Linked DNA regions of Mus musculus: all the other regions are linked to region 2. The links are chromatin contacts, called in public ChIA-PET, Hi-C and HiChIP or PLAC-seq maps. All regions are on one chromosome and are shown on one strand. The core of a region is the stretch at or near the end of the contact, and the rest is flanking DNA. Distances in the headings are between cores, read along the strand shown.

Region 1 (3,013 bases), core at 361-2,860, 440 kb before region 2:
CCACGCCTCCTGGGTATCTACAGAAACCCACAACGCTGGAAGGCTGCACTGAGGAAGTGCTAGGTCAAGGCAGTTGTGGCCTGGGACCAGGATCATCCTCTGGATGAGAGCCATGGCTCCAACCCACAGGTCTGCACTCTGAGCAGCCTGCTCTGCTTCCTTCACTCTCGCCGGCTGCTTAGTCACCGCCAGACAAGTAGAGAGTGAAGGAGTCAGGCAGCAGAGAGGGAGACCAAGGAATAGTCAGAGCAGCAGAAGGGCAGACTCTGAAGCTGAAAACGGCCCCAGGTGCTGCCACTAACCAGAAAGGCTCTGGTACTAAAGCATCTAGTCTGCTTCCTGCCGGCTCCTATTTTTTGCCATAAACCAGCTCCTGAAACTTGATCTTTTGTTTCCACCTAAAGAAGGATCGATCTCTCTCTCCTCAGCCTTAAAGATTAGGAGTGGAGGCGGGTGGTGGTGGCGCACGCCTTTAATCCCAGCACTTGGGAGGCAGAGGCAGGCGGATTTTCTGAGTTCGAGGCCAGCCTGGTCTACAGAGTGAGTTCCAGGACAGCCAGGGCTACACAGAGAAACCCTGTCTCGAAAAAAAAAAAAATGAGGAGTGGACTCCAGTTTTAAGACACGGTGATAGGCTTAACAACGAAACAGACATCACCCCTGTCTCCAGGTTCCTTCCTTCATCATCAGCTCTGAGCCACGGAGGCCTGATCTGTTTCCCACCTGTGTGTGGATTCGGGCTCCCTCCATCCAAAGTGAAGTTCTCAAAACTAGTGAGGGTGGAGATGGAACGTAGACCTAGTACTAGCCCTGGCAGCCTCAAGCCCGGCTTGCGAGACGAAGGAGATTGAACTGTAGCCTGTGTTCCCTTAGGGGAGAGTGGGGTGATAAAAATACCCTTGGACGATAAGAGTGATGAGCGGAATCTTTAGTGACAGTCCGTCCAGGCCTCTGGGCAGAGCACCCGCCGTTTCCTCCTTACACCGAGGCCCGATTCACAGCCGGAATCCCTCCCCCATGCTCTGAAAGCCGTCGAAGCGGCAGAGAAACTATCCGGAGATCCCAGCTGGTTAGAGAAGCTGCGCAGAGTTACTGAACGCAGACCAACGCCCCGGCTAGGATGCTGCCCTCCTCCAGCCTCCGAATCCCAGGCCTGCCACCACCTCCTCCAGGAAGCCACCCTCGCTCGCCGCTAATCCTCTTAAAAACAGAGAGGCCGGCCACAGGGGTAGCATAACGGCTCGGTCGGCATCGGTAGGCCGAGCACGCCGCGAGGCTCGAGATGTCGGGGCTGGCACGGCCCGTGACCTTGAACAGGCCCGCCCCGGGCCAACCTTGCGGCCTTCCCCCGCTGCGGCCAAACCGGCGACTTGAGGCCCACACCACTCACCGAGCGAGACCGCCGCCACCAGCCCTCTTCGGGCCCTGGCAACACGCTCTCGATTCCGGTTCCGGCGTCGGGTCGGTTCCGGTTCCGGCGCGCCCCTCCCCCGTCCCGGCTCCTCCGCCACCGCCGCCTTCGCCGCTGCTTCAGCCGCTTGTTTTGTTTCGACTTCTAGCTACGGCTACGGGAGGCGGGGTGCCGAGCTGATGACGCACTTCCGGCAAGAGTGGGAGCTCTTGGTGAAGGGCAGCTTTGGGGAGGGCGGGAAAGGAAGAGGAGGGGTTCCGGTGCTCGGCCTCTGCTGGTAGCCTACAGCTGATGGCGTGTATAAAGGTCCTCCGCCCCTCCCATCAAAGGCCAGACAACACAGAGGAGGTTCACACAGGTTTATTGAAAGCTCTTGCTAGCCAGGAGCTCTTTAATGTGCGGACGATCGTGTGCAGAACAGTGCTTGGCGACAAGGCTAGGCCCTAGGGAGTGGTCACTGGCAGGTGTTGTAGATCTGGACCTGCAAGTTGATGGCCTGGAGCACACTGCGCATCCTGGCTTCCAGCCCATCCAGCTGGGCCGCTTTGCCCTCCAGTGCACGCTCGTTCTCCTCATATGTGCCCTCCAGCTCTAGAAGGGTCAAGAAATAGTTCAAGTCTTTTCTCACGCAAGCCCACCTTTCTAGCTCCCGCCCACCATGGTCCTCACCCTGTAGCCGCTGCAGCTTATCCTGAGCGGCCTGCAACAGGTCCCGAGCCTCATCCCGCAGTTGTTCTGCCCTGGCTTGTGCAGCCAGAACACCTTCAGCCTTCCGCTCTGCCAACGCCCTCACTGTTTGGTATTGGTCACCTACTTGTTCCCGTAGTTGCTGCAGATGTAAGAGGCAGGGTCGGTATACTAATTCAGTGGAATTCTAACTATAATACCCCTACCCCATCCAGAGGGCTTCGCCCAACCCACTTTCTCAGCCTCCCTGGCACGGCTCTGGGCACTGCCTGCTGTTTCTTCCGCTGTAGATGCTGCCAGGCTATTTCCTGCCCGTTTCAGTTTCAGGGCCTCCAGGAGGGCGTCTAATTGCCGAGCCCGCTCACCGGCAGAGTTCAGAGACTTCTCTGCACCTGCCATCCTCTCCTGGACCTGCCACAGAAAGGCCCAGGTTTAACAAATCCACCTTTAGTACCAGCAACTGAGAAGGAGAAGCAAGTTGATCTCTGTAACTTCCAGGCTGCCCAGGGCTACACAGTAAGACCTCCCTGTCCCAGACAAAGCAAGCCAGATCCTTAGTACATGCCCATCACCTCGTCCTAAGGAAGTCATACCCGCTGCAGGGTCTGCTCTGTGTTTTGTGTGTCAACCACTGCTCCCCAGATGGCACCCTGAGCAGCTCCTTGTGCCCTCTGAGCCTCCTCCAGTGCCGCTTGGACTGTCTCTGCCTTCTGTCTCTCACCCTCGGCCCGGCTCCTGAGGAAGAGGGGAGATCAGGGTCTACAGGTATCAGGACCAGGTTTCAGGAATGGGGACCAGGCTTGGGGGTCAGACCGTGCCCGGTGCGCATCTTGCAGTAGCTGTTCAGCCCGACGCACGTCGCCCATGGTATGGGCCAGGATTGTGTCCACGTCGGCCAGGCTTCGGACGCGTTCT
Region 2 (3,194 bases), core at 154-2,653:
GCCACACAGCAGAGGCCTGCTCCACCCCAGCCCGCCCAGCAGTTCTCTCCTACACACCTGGATGCGCTGCAGCACAGCAGGGCTCAGGATGTACATGCCTGCGTTGATCTTATTGGACACAAACACCTGTGGCTTCTCAACAAAACGGTGGATGCGGCCTGTGTCAGCCTCACATACCACCACACCATACTTGGAAGGCTCTTCCACCTTGGTAACCTGAATATAGAGGTGGAGGGTACCTTAGGCCTAGTCCAGTTTTCTTTACTCTTGATAAATATGCCTATCCCACATCTCAAAGGCTCTCCCCCAAAGACATTCTGCATAGCTTTGTAGCAAAACAGAGTTTAAGACCAGGGGTCAGGAAAGACTCCATGTGAGGGTGGGAATGTCAGAGGAAATCTTCTCTTACCAAGATGGAGCCCTCTTGGCCATGGTGCCGATGAAACTGCACCATGGCTTGGAAGGGGAAATCACATATCACATCACTGTTGAGAACGAAGAAAGGGTCGGCAGTCTCAGATAGTAGGTCTCGGGCCAACGCCAGAGGCCCAGCTAGAGAAGGGGACAAGTCATAAGTTACCACCTTGCTAGGGGCCTAGGTCCAGACTCCAGAGGCCCCACCCATCCGCCCAGATTGGATACCTCTTTGCTGGCCCTAAAGTTTGCCCAAGGGCCTTCCTTATACTGACCTGTCCCCAAAGGCTCCTCTTCATGAGACATAGAGATTCGGATTCCAAGCTGGAAAGAAGAAGCCATCTGGTTATGTTCCTCCTCCAATGGTAAGAGCCCCAGGGACCTAAAGAAAGGGCTAAGTCCATGCCTCACCCTTTGCTCTTGTGCCTTCATTTCCTTCTCCAACATCTGTGACATGTAGCTCACTGCCAGGATCACGTGGTCCACACCTGCCTGTCAGACACAATAAGGTGTGCTAGTTGACTGGCTCAGTCACAAGGTATGACCACCCCTGGCCTCCCAGTCACTATCCATCCCTCTTCCCGCCATAACAGACCCACGGCCTTACCGCAGCAAGCGCCTCCACTTGATGCAGCAAGATGGGCTTATTGCAGAAGTCCACCAATGGCTTCGGAGTGCTCAACGTCAGCGGCCGCAACCGTGTCCCATACCCTCCCACCAAGATCAGTGCCTTCATGGCGTCTGCAGATGTTAGAAGTGGATCTATCGGTCCAAAGTACTTACAGGCCGCCTGACCGACCCCTGCCGCGCACTCCCAACGCCGTGCCCTGACCTGCACGTTTCACCAACTAGACTGACCAACTCTGGTGTCACCTCGCCCCCCTGCTCTACCCTGATGTGGGGTCCAGGATCAGCCAGAACAGAAGACGAGGAACTGGTTGGAGACCGGCTGGTCCGGAGTTCCGGCCGGAGGCGGCGCAGCCAGTGACGTAACAGGGAGAGCCAATCTACGTGGCAGGGCCGCCCGCAGCCGAGCGTCAGACTTTACGCTGCGGCGGACGTAGCCAATTAGATTTCCAACGCCCTGGGCTGCCATGGGGACCCGGAGAACTCGCGAGTCAGATGCCCATTGGCGGATCTAAAGGCGGAACCGAAAGAGGAGGCTTAGCTTCCTATCGGAACCCAGTCCGCCACGCGGCAGCTGCCATCTGCCCCGCCCCGCCCCGCCCCGCCCCGCCGACGCCGCCTACCCCCCCAAAGGCCACTCCAGGTTCGCCCTGATGACCCCGCCCCTCAACACTTGCTCTGACCCCTATATCCAACCCCTCCCGTGCTGCCTCCCCCGACCCCCCACCCCCAGTGTCAGCACTGTCCCGCTGCACCTGTCCCGACCCAGCTCAGCCCGATCCCTAGACTAGCCATGTCGGCCCAACCGGAGGCGATGAAGTTTTCACACAGACTTGGACAGAGTTCAGTTTCTAGAGGCTTTATTTTGACGTATACGACCAGACACAAGCGGGCGGATAGCGCTGGGTGTACAGAAAAGGGCCGGCTTGGGCCAAGCACTCCTCTCCACCACACAGAAGACCTGGGGAAAATGCAAGCGCGCCTAAGCGCCAGTGGAGCCACGTATGCATCCAGGCGCAGGTCTTAGGGTGTGTAGCTTCCAGGAAAGAGGAGCAGATAACAATTTCCAGAATTCCAAGTCTTACATTTCCTCCACAGAAGCAAAGGAAATTTCCCCAGGTTCTCCTTTTTCCTCGTTAAAATGTAGTTTTTAAAATGAGCACACACACACAACCAACTTATATAGCTGTAAAGTTCAAAGCAGTTTGCATCTAGGGAACGTGCACGTGGCCAGATGTGAGCGAATGAGCAGCGGATACTGAACGGATACTGTCCGAGCCCAGGTCCCTTGCCCCTAGGAGAGAATGAATCCCCACACCACTGCACGGCCCACAGCTGAGAGGGGTAGAATCCCAGGCAAGGACATTGCTCTACTGGTCCCTTCCTCTTCCAGCAGCACCCATCCCATTTCACTCCCACCCATCTCCCCGGGCTGGTATGGGCTTGGCCCGGGAAATACAATGGAAAGGGGTAATGTGAGCTCCCAACCCATGATCCCTAGTTGCACTTTGGTCCCAAATTGATGATTGGGAAGGCAGGACCTGTCAGGAAAAAGACAGGGCTCTAGCCTGGGACAGGCAGAAGAGCAGTGGTAAAAGTGTTCGCACACACTTGCCACCACCTATCAGATAACAGAGCTGGGCCTCCAGATATCAAAAGTGCTGAAAAGTGAGGCCCTGCCCTTGAGCAGCGGCAAATCCCAGCCTTTCCTCGCTTGCAGTGGCAGGAGCAGTGCCTACCAACTCCCTTGCTACTTGAGAAGCAGCAGAATGGGGGCAGCACCTCCCAAAATCTGGTAAATCGGAAGTACAGCACATTCCTAGGAGGTCTCTGCTGGCCCCAAACTCCTCTCTTGACCTCTATCCTGCCAAAGAAAAGGTGTCCACGCTAATTAACACTTGCTGCCTGCATGGCACAAGCAACACTACTACTGGACAGAAGACAGGTGTTAGTAAGCAGAGATGGGCCAAGCCGTGCCTCCCGGCCCTAAGGAATGGGAACCTGCCCACCAATGGCACCAGGGTCAGAAGACTGACTTGGATCCGTCACAGAACCCTTTTCAGAGGCTGCATCTCTAAGAACCTGGAAATTATGCCATTCGTTAACAGTTTCTCTCAAAGGTTGGCAGGATTACCTTCAAATGCCAAAACAGA
Region 3 (3,112 bases), core at 368-2,867, 310 kb after region 2:
GCTCAGTAGATGATTGGGAATGCGTGCGGCTCCTGTACAGCACCTACTTTGGGCTGTTGACAACTACCTCTAACTCTAGCTCCAGGGGATCTGACCCCTCTGATCTCCGTGGGCATCTTCACTCACCCACACAGACTCATACACATACACATAATTAAAAATCTTTTTATAACATTGTCACCTGGCAAGGTGCCATGCACCTTTAATCCCAGCATTTGGGAAGCAGAGGTCGGTGGATTTCTCTAAGTTACAGATCAGCCTGGTCTAGATAGTGAGATCCAGGCCAGCCAAGGTTACAGAATGAGCCCCTTTCTCTAAAAAGATAGAAGAAAAAGGTAGTGCCACAGCCACAGCACCTAGCTCTGGGGCTGTGGAGCAAGGACCAGGATGGCCCTGTATACTGTGGCTGCTCCAGTCTCCGAGCAATCCTTTCCTACCCAGGTAAAGAAGTTCTTGGGTCGATAAAATGCATTTCTGCCTCGTGTATATGCATAATTATTGACTCAGACGTCGTTCACATCAGACCTGAAGCTTGTAGCTCCACCTTCCATGGGGAGTTACTAGAGCTCTCAAATGGGAGCTAGGGAGGCCCACGGGCCTTTCTTTACCCTTTGTCTAAGTGGAGGTGACTGCTGGGGAAGCTGAAGCCTGATTCCAACCTGGGTACCTTGTCAAACCTCAAGATCGGAGGCCATCAACTCAGGTTCAGGGTTACCTGCTGGGTAGGATGGTGACAGGATTGGCAAGCTGAAAGCTAGAGTCTCAGACCCTCTGAAGAGCTGACAGGCCCTCATGTCCACAGCCCGTGGAAACTGACAGGCCTCGGTACCATACTCTACAATTCTGGAGTGATCTGGGCCTTTAGATGTACCCTCAATGCCCCAGGGAGAGAGAGAAGAAAGACAAAGAGCAAGACCTAGAGGATGCTGGGAAGAGAAGCTGGAGAGATCTGCAGCTGCTGCAAGGGGGTGGGAGGCTGAGATTAACTCTTGTGCAGCCAGACTCGATCTAATCAGGTTGCGGTGACCTGGAGCAGCCATGGAACTTGGTGAAGACCAGGAAAGTTGTTCAGCTCTTCCCTTGGTGGCAAGAGTGGCAGATATTCATCTGCGATCTATCCCTTGTCCTGGGACCAGCCCGACAGGTGCAGAGATTTCTTACCTGAAGAAGGCAGCCTGGATGGAAAAGGGAAATCCTTGATCAAGATATAGTCTAAACCTGGCTGAGACCTGGAAGGAAGGGTAACTAGCTAACAGGCTGTGTGTCTTGCCCTCCCTCATCTATATACCCATATATGGGAGGTAGAACCCAGACGTCCTGCACAAAGACCCACCTTTGAAATCCCCTCCCTCTCTCCTCCACTCCATAGATCCTCTGGGACCATCAGTGTGACTGGAGTGGGGACACTGGAGACAGGGCGTTTGGGACCCCAGATTGGATGCCCAAGGACAGTTGGCATGAGGGGACCAGGGCAGAAAGGCTTTGGCTAGGAGCCTGCAACATGCCCTGCTTGGCTTCCTTCCTTTAATCTGAATGCTTGATCTGGCACAGCCCACAACCTGGCCCCAGCGGAGCTGTTTTACTGCCTTCCGTGGCCCGGACAGGGATGTCTGCTTCTTTAGCGGGGGTAGGGGAAGAGTCTAAGATTTCAATTTCTCCCAGGTGTGGCTCAGTCTGGAGGATGCCTTAGGGAGGCTGGCGGAGCCACCCCACCCCCGCCCCCCCACATTCACGGTTGGTGTGTTAGCGTACCCGAGAAGCTCAGAGGGGTGGGGGCAGGAAATGGGGAGGAGAGAAGGAGGGAGGGAGGGAGGACTCCCTGGGAGGAGGTAGTGGCCCTTTGAAGGACAGTGTCAGGAGGTGGAGATGATAGGGGACAGGAGCAAAAAGATGAGGAAGGAAAGACAGGGTTGGGGAGCTGGTGAACCATGGCTGAGGGCTTGGTGAGCAGGAGCTGAGGAAGAGGGGAGAGTTAAAGGACAGGGGCTCAGAAAAGAACTGACTTCCAAGAGGGACAATAGGCTGAGACGCCTCCTCCCCTCCCACACCTGTCAGGCAGCTGGGGGAGGAGGGCTGACCCACTTAGCTGCCTCTCCCCGTAGGCTTCCACTAATGAGCGCTCTGGGCTTTGGGAGGGAGCCTTCCCCCCCAGGCTGTGCCTGAGGCTGTCCCTTCCCCCTGTCCCCTCATTATTTACCGGGGTGTTCATTGGCTCTGGCTGTCCTCCTTATCTTTAGGAGTGTTTGAGAAGAAAACACTGGGCCCCAAAATATGCCCCCTCTACCCATAGTCCCCCTCTTCCCCAGGCCGGGGAGGGAGTCTTTGTCTCCCCGCTCGGTTCTGTGCTGCGGAGAGCTTTGATTCCACCTGTGGGTCTCACCAGCATGCCAATGAGGAGAGGCAGCGGCAGGGTGCCGGTGGCTCGCAGGAGAGCTAGGCTGAGGATCTGACAAGACCCCCTCCCCCAGGTGGCCAGTCTGCGTGGTTCACCTAGGTCTGCAGCGCCCGTGACTAAAGAGAAAAGAAGCTCATGTGGGCAAAAGGGGGAGCCCAGATCTGGAGGGTGGAGAAAGGCAGCAGCTTAGGGGGACATTTTTGGAAGATGGGAGCAGGGTGCTGAGAAGGGGGAAAGGCCTGGGGCGCTCTGGGAGGCGGGTGTGGGGTGGGAGAGATGGTGGGAAAAGGTAAGAGGCTTGCACCAGGCGCTATTCCCTCCACAGCAAAGGCAATAAGCTCTGCAGACACTGGGATCTAGAAAAAACATTGCTCTGGAGAGCACTGTGGCTGGTAGTCTATGGTGCAGAAGTACCACTCTCAGGACATTTGGGCAGTGCGGGGGCCCAGGACTGTGTGGGGAATGAGGTTACCCCGGGAGGATGGTGATGATAAGAGCCAACTGTGTGTGAGGAACACAAGATGGGAAGACAGTCTAAGAAGACTACCATGCCTCAAGTAGCCTTGTTTCTTTGGCCTCCTTCCCCGTTTTTCCGGGGGGCGGGGGGACACACACACACACAAGGTCTGCTTGCTGGATTATACCCAAGCTCTCCTTTCCTCTGTCCCGCTGTCCATCTGTCCTCTTCCCCCAGAGGCTCCAGGGCCGCACTCTCCC
Region 4 (3,133 bases), core at 283-2,782, 380 kb before region 2:
ACTGGGTCCAACTATCTTTTTTTTTTTTTTTTTGAGACAGGGTTTTTCCACTCTGTATTTAAGACTCCAGAAACTGGCTATGTAGCCCAGGCTGGTCTCCAATTCCTGATCCACCTACGTGTCGCTAGGGCTACAGGTCTCACCATACTTGGCTAATTTATTTTTTGCTGTACCAATGATGGAACCCAGGGCCTTCCATATGTTGCGTATGCTTCCTGCTGCTGAGCTCTAAGCCCCAAACTAGGTTGTGAGTTTTTGCTTGTACTCTGAGACAGAATCTCACTATGTAGTCTTGGATAAGCTAGAACCCCCTCATATATAGGCCAGGATAGCTTTGAACTTGGATCTATCTTCTTACCTACACAAGTGTTGGGATTTCAGGCATGTAATACCATGCCTGACTTTGTTTGACACAGGGACTCATGTATCCCAGTCTGGTCCCAAACTCACTTTGTAGCCAAAAAGACCTTAAACTTCTGATTTTTTTTTTTTTTTGCCTCCACCCACCCAGAGTGCTAAGATTCCAGATGTACACCATAATTGTCTCCATTGTTTTGTTACTATAGAGAGTGTACATTTTTTAGAATTCTATATAAATAGAGCCATACAATATGTACTCTTTTGTGTCTGACTTCTACTTAGCATAGATATTTGAGGTTTAGGGGCACTGGTGTGATAACTGTTCTGTCATTTTTATTACTTGGGTTTACCTTTGTTGTTGATGGTGGGGTTTTTTTTTTTGTTGTTGTTGTTGTTGTTTTTGTTTTTTGAGACTGGGTTTCTCTGTGTAACACTGGCTGTCTTAGAACTCTGTAGGCCAGGCTGGCCTCGAACTCAGAGATCACCAGCCTCTGCCTCCCGAGTGCTAAGATTAATGGCATGTGACCGCTTCCCAGCTTAAATTTTTATTTTATTTTGTTCTTTGTTTTGCTGTTTTGCCTTTGTGTATGTGTGAGTTTATGCTCATGCCCACTGCACACACGTAGAGGTCAGAGCACAACGTTCAAGGGTCTCAGAACTCAACTCTACCTTTGTGGATCCTGAGGAGCAAAGCCAGGTCTTTGGGCTTGGTGGCAAAGCTGAGCATCTTGCTGGCCCTTGAGTTCCCTGTTGTCTGAGTATAGCAACTCTCTTCACTCTGGCTCCAGATGCTCCGGCTACTCGGATATACCCAGACAACAGTGAACTCAAAGGCTAGCAAGATGCTTAGCCATATCCTGATCTTTGGCACCCTCGCCCACCTTACACATGGCCCTCACAGGCAGCATTGGGCATTCCTCCGGGCCTCCATTTTTTAGGTGAGAAGTGAGATGGGGTAGTGGACCCTGAGAGGGCCTGTGCTGAGCAACCAGACATGAGGGTTCAGGCTCGTGGGGTCTGCGAGCTGCCTGTGGCTTAAGGCGGAGGGAAGCAGGCCCACTGTCAAATCGTTAAAAAGCCTCAGGCATCGTGCAGAAGGGGGCGGGGTCAAGAATCGGCATTCTTATTGGTGAGCGCAGCCCGGGGGTGGGGCCTCACCTCGGCGGGCTTTCTTCGGCGCCCAGGAAGCCGCAGGAAGGCAGGCGTGTGCTGTCGCGTGTGGCGAGGTGAGAACTCGAGGTGCGTGGGTCACGAGGGGCGTGAGGAGTGGGAAGAGATGAGGTGGTTGGGGAACCTAGGGCCCCGCAGGCCCAGTCGCCCGATGCCTTTGAGGGTCACTCGGCCACTGGAAGCCTGGCCTGAGGCTCTCGGCTTCTCGTCAGACTCTCACAGGGCTGGAGCTTCAAGTGGGCGATGAGGCAAGCCTGGGAAATGAGTGAATGGGGAATCAGAGAGGCAGCTGGAAATTTGTTCTTATTGTTACGAACAAACAAAAGAAAAAAAGAAAAAGTAAGCCGTTTGGGAAACACATAGAAATGATAATCCAGGAGCTTCGAGGTTCTCTCTCTCTCTCTCTCTCTCTCTCTCTCTCTCTCTCTCGGTTTTTCGAGACAGGGTTTCTCTGTGTAGCCCTGGCTGTCCTGGAAGTCACTCTATAGACCAGGCTGGCCTCGAACTCAGAAATCTGCCTGCCTCTGCCTCCCAAGTGCTGGGATTAAAGAGGTTTTCTTAAAACATTATTTTAGCCAGGCGGCGGCGGCGGTGGTGGCGCACGCCTTTAATCCAAGCACTCAGGAGACAGAGACAGGCAGATCTCTGAGTTTGAGGCCAGCCTGGTCTACTAAGGGAATTCTAAGATAGCCAGGGCTACTGAGTAGGATCTTGTCTCAAAGACAAAAACAAACAAACAAACAACACATCAAAATAGAAACAATTATTATTTTTTAAAAACTATTCTTATTTGCAGGGTGGGAGTTTCGTGAAGGTCAGAAGACAGTTTTCAAGAATTGGTTCTGATCAGCCTTGTGGATCTCGGGGTCGAACTTGAATAGTCAGGGTTGCTAGCAAGCATTTTTACCAGTGTTTAGTCCTTGGAGAAAGCTTCTTGACCAGACTATATGAGAGTGAACAATTCCTTTTGGCAAAGAATCACCTGGCGATTAGGTGGAAGGGGACCAGAAGTCTTTGGAAGAAACTAGCCTTTTCAGCATTAAAGGAGGGGTGTTGGGGGGATGTAGAAGATATAGGACGGAGTGTGGGGAGGGAGGTGTTGAAGGCTTTCACTCCAGGACCCCATTTCTCAAAGCTGGAATAGGACAGCCTGGGCTATATAGGGAGTTCTATCTATCTCTTGTTAAGTAGTGGAACCTTGTTCCAAAAAAACCCAGGCTGGACAGCGTGAAGGATATGTGTAATCCTAGCACTATCTGTCGCTGAGGAGAGCCAGGTTGGGGTTCATAGTGAAATCCTGTATAAAAAACAAAACACCCAAGCACTAGGTAGGCAGAGGCAGACAGATCTCTGGATTTGAGGTCATCTTCCTTTCCATAATGAGTCCTAAGTAGCCAGGGCTACATAGTTAGACTATGTCAAAATAAGTAAATAAAACCCAGAAGCTAGCCGGGCAGTGGAATTGCATGCCTTTAATACCAGCACTTAGGAGGCAGAGGCAGGTGGATAGGTCTTGTGAGTTTGAGGCCAGACTGATCTAGAGTAAATTTCATGACAGCCAGGGCTACACAGAGAAACCCTGTCTTGAAAAACAACAACAAAA

The links. A called contact is a pair of places that touch in the nucleus more often than the background predicts. ChIA-PET counts read pairs in DNA pulled down with a chosen protein or histone mark. HiChIP or PLAC-seq counts read pairs in DNA pulled down with a chosen protein or histone mark.
Region 1: a contact with region 2 is called in an RNA polymerase II ChIA-PET map of memory CD8 T cells, with 28 read pairs. The contact joins the promoter of Usp19 here to the promoter of Gmppb in region 2. A contact is called at or near these places in 2 of 39 promoter capture datasets (fetal liver and pre-B cells), 2 of 484 Hi-C or Micro-C datasets (embryonic stem cells and rod photoreceptor), 2 of 115 datasets of contacts at active chromatin or transcription factors (differentiating embryonic stem cells and memory CD8 T cells) and 2 of 9 other capture datasets (adipose tissue and macrophages).
Region 3: a Hi-C map of the N1E-115 cell line shows a contact between it and region 2, with 1.8 times the contacts expected there. The contact joins the enhancer-like site here to the promoter of Gmppb in region 2. A contact is called at or near these places in 8 of 39 promoter capture datasets (the C10 cell line, embryonic stem cells, frontonasal cranial neural crest and 5 more), 3 of 484 Hi-C or Micro-C datasets (the N1E-115 cell line, embryonic stem cells and nephron progenitors), 1 of 115 datasets of contacts at active chromatin or transcription factors (extraembryonic endoderm stem cells) and 3 of 9 other capture datasets (adipose tissue, liver and pancreatic islet).
Region 4: an H3K4me3 HiChIP or PLAC-seq map of bone marrow-derived macrophages shows a contact between it and region 2, with 3 times the contacts expected there. The contact joins the promoter of Iho1 here to the promoter of Gmppb in region 2. A contact is called at or near these places in 2 of 39 promoter capture datasets (both in liver), 1 of 115 datasets of contacts at active chromatin or transcription factors (bone marrow-derived macrophages) and 1 of 9 other capture datasets (pancreatic islet).

Annotation. Positions count from the first base shown.
Region 1 is chr9:108,489,273-108,492,285 of GRCm38.p6, reverse strand. Usp19 (ubiquitin specific peptidase 19) reads right to left here and starts at 1,610. Exons shown (of 27, transcript NM_027804.4): 1 at 1,391-1,610. Lamb2 (laminin, beta 2) reads right to left here. Exons shown (of 33, transcript NM_008483.3): 29 at 2,912-3,013; 30 at 2,692-2,833; 31 at 2,333-2,509; 32 at 2,081-2,240; 33 at 1,756-2,002. The coding sequence ends at 1,866.
Region 2 is chr9:108,047,473-108,050,666 of GRCm38.p6, reverse strand. Gmppb (GDP-mannose pyrophosphorylase B) reads right to left here and starts at 1,403. Exons shown (of 9, transcript NM_177910.4): 1 at 1,022-1,403; 2 at 826-906; 3 at 690-738; 4 at 410-552; 5 at 58-216. The coding sequence starts at 1,150. It overlaps Ip6k1 (inositol hexaphosphate kinase 1), which reads right to left. Exons shown (of 6, transcript NM_013785.2): 6 at 1,885-3,194.
Region 3 is chr9:107,734,791-107,737,902 of GRCm38.p6, reverse strand. Gm34605 (a long non-coding RNA gene) reads right to left here. Exons shown (of 3, transcript XR_001779306.1): 3 at 970-1,175. Among named protein-coding and RNA genes, the nearest start is that of Gm34605, 6.4 kb to the right of the region's middle. Within about 2 kb of position 1,617, at least 78 of the 459 cell types and tissues checked have an H3K27ac peak or open chromatin away from gene starts, as enhancers often do. A contact at or near this core is called in the N1E-115 cell line and nephron progenitors, where this site is marked.
Region 4 is chr9:108,430,225-108,433,357 of GRCm38.p6, reverse strand. Iho1 (interactor of HORMAD1 1) reads left to right here and starts at 1,532. Exons shown (of 8, transcript NM_001135198.2): 1 at 1,532-1,586.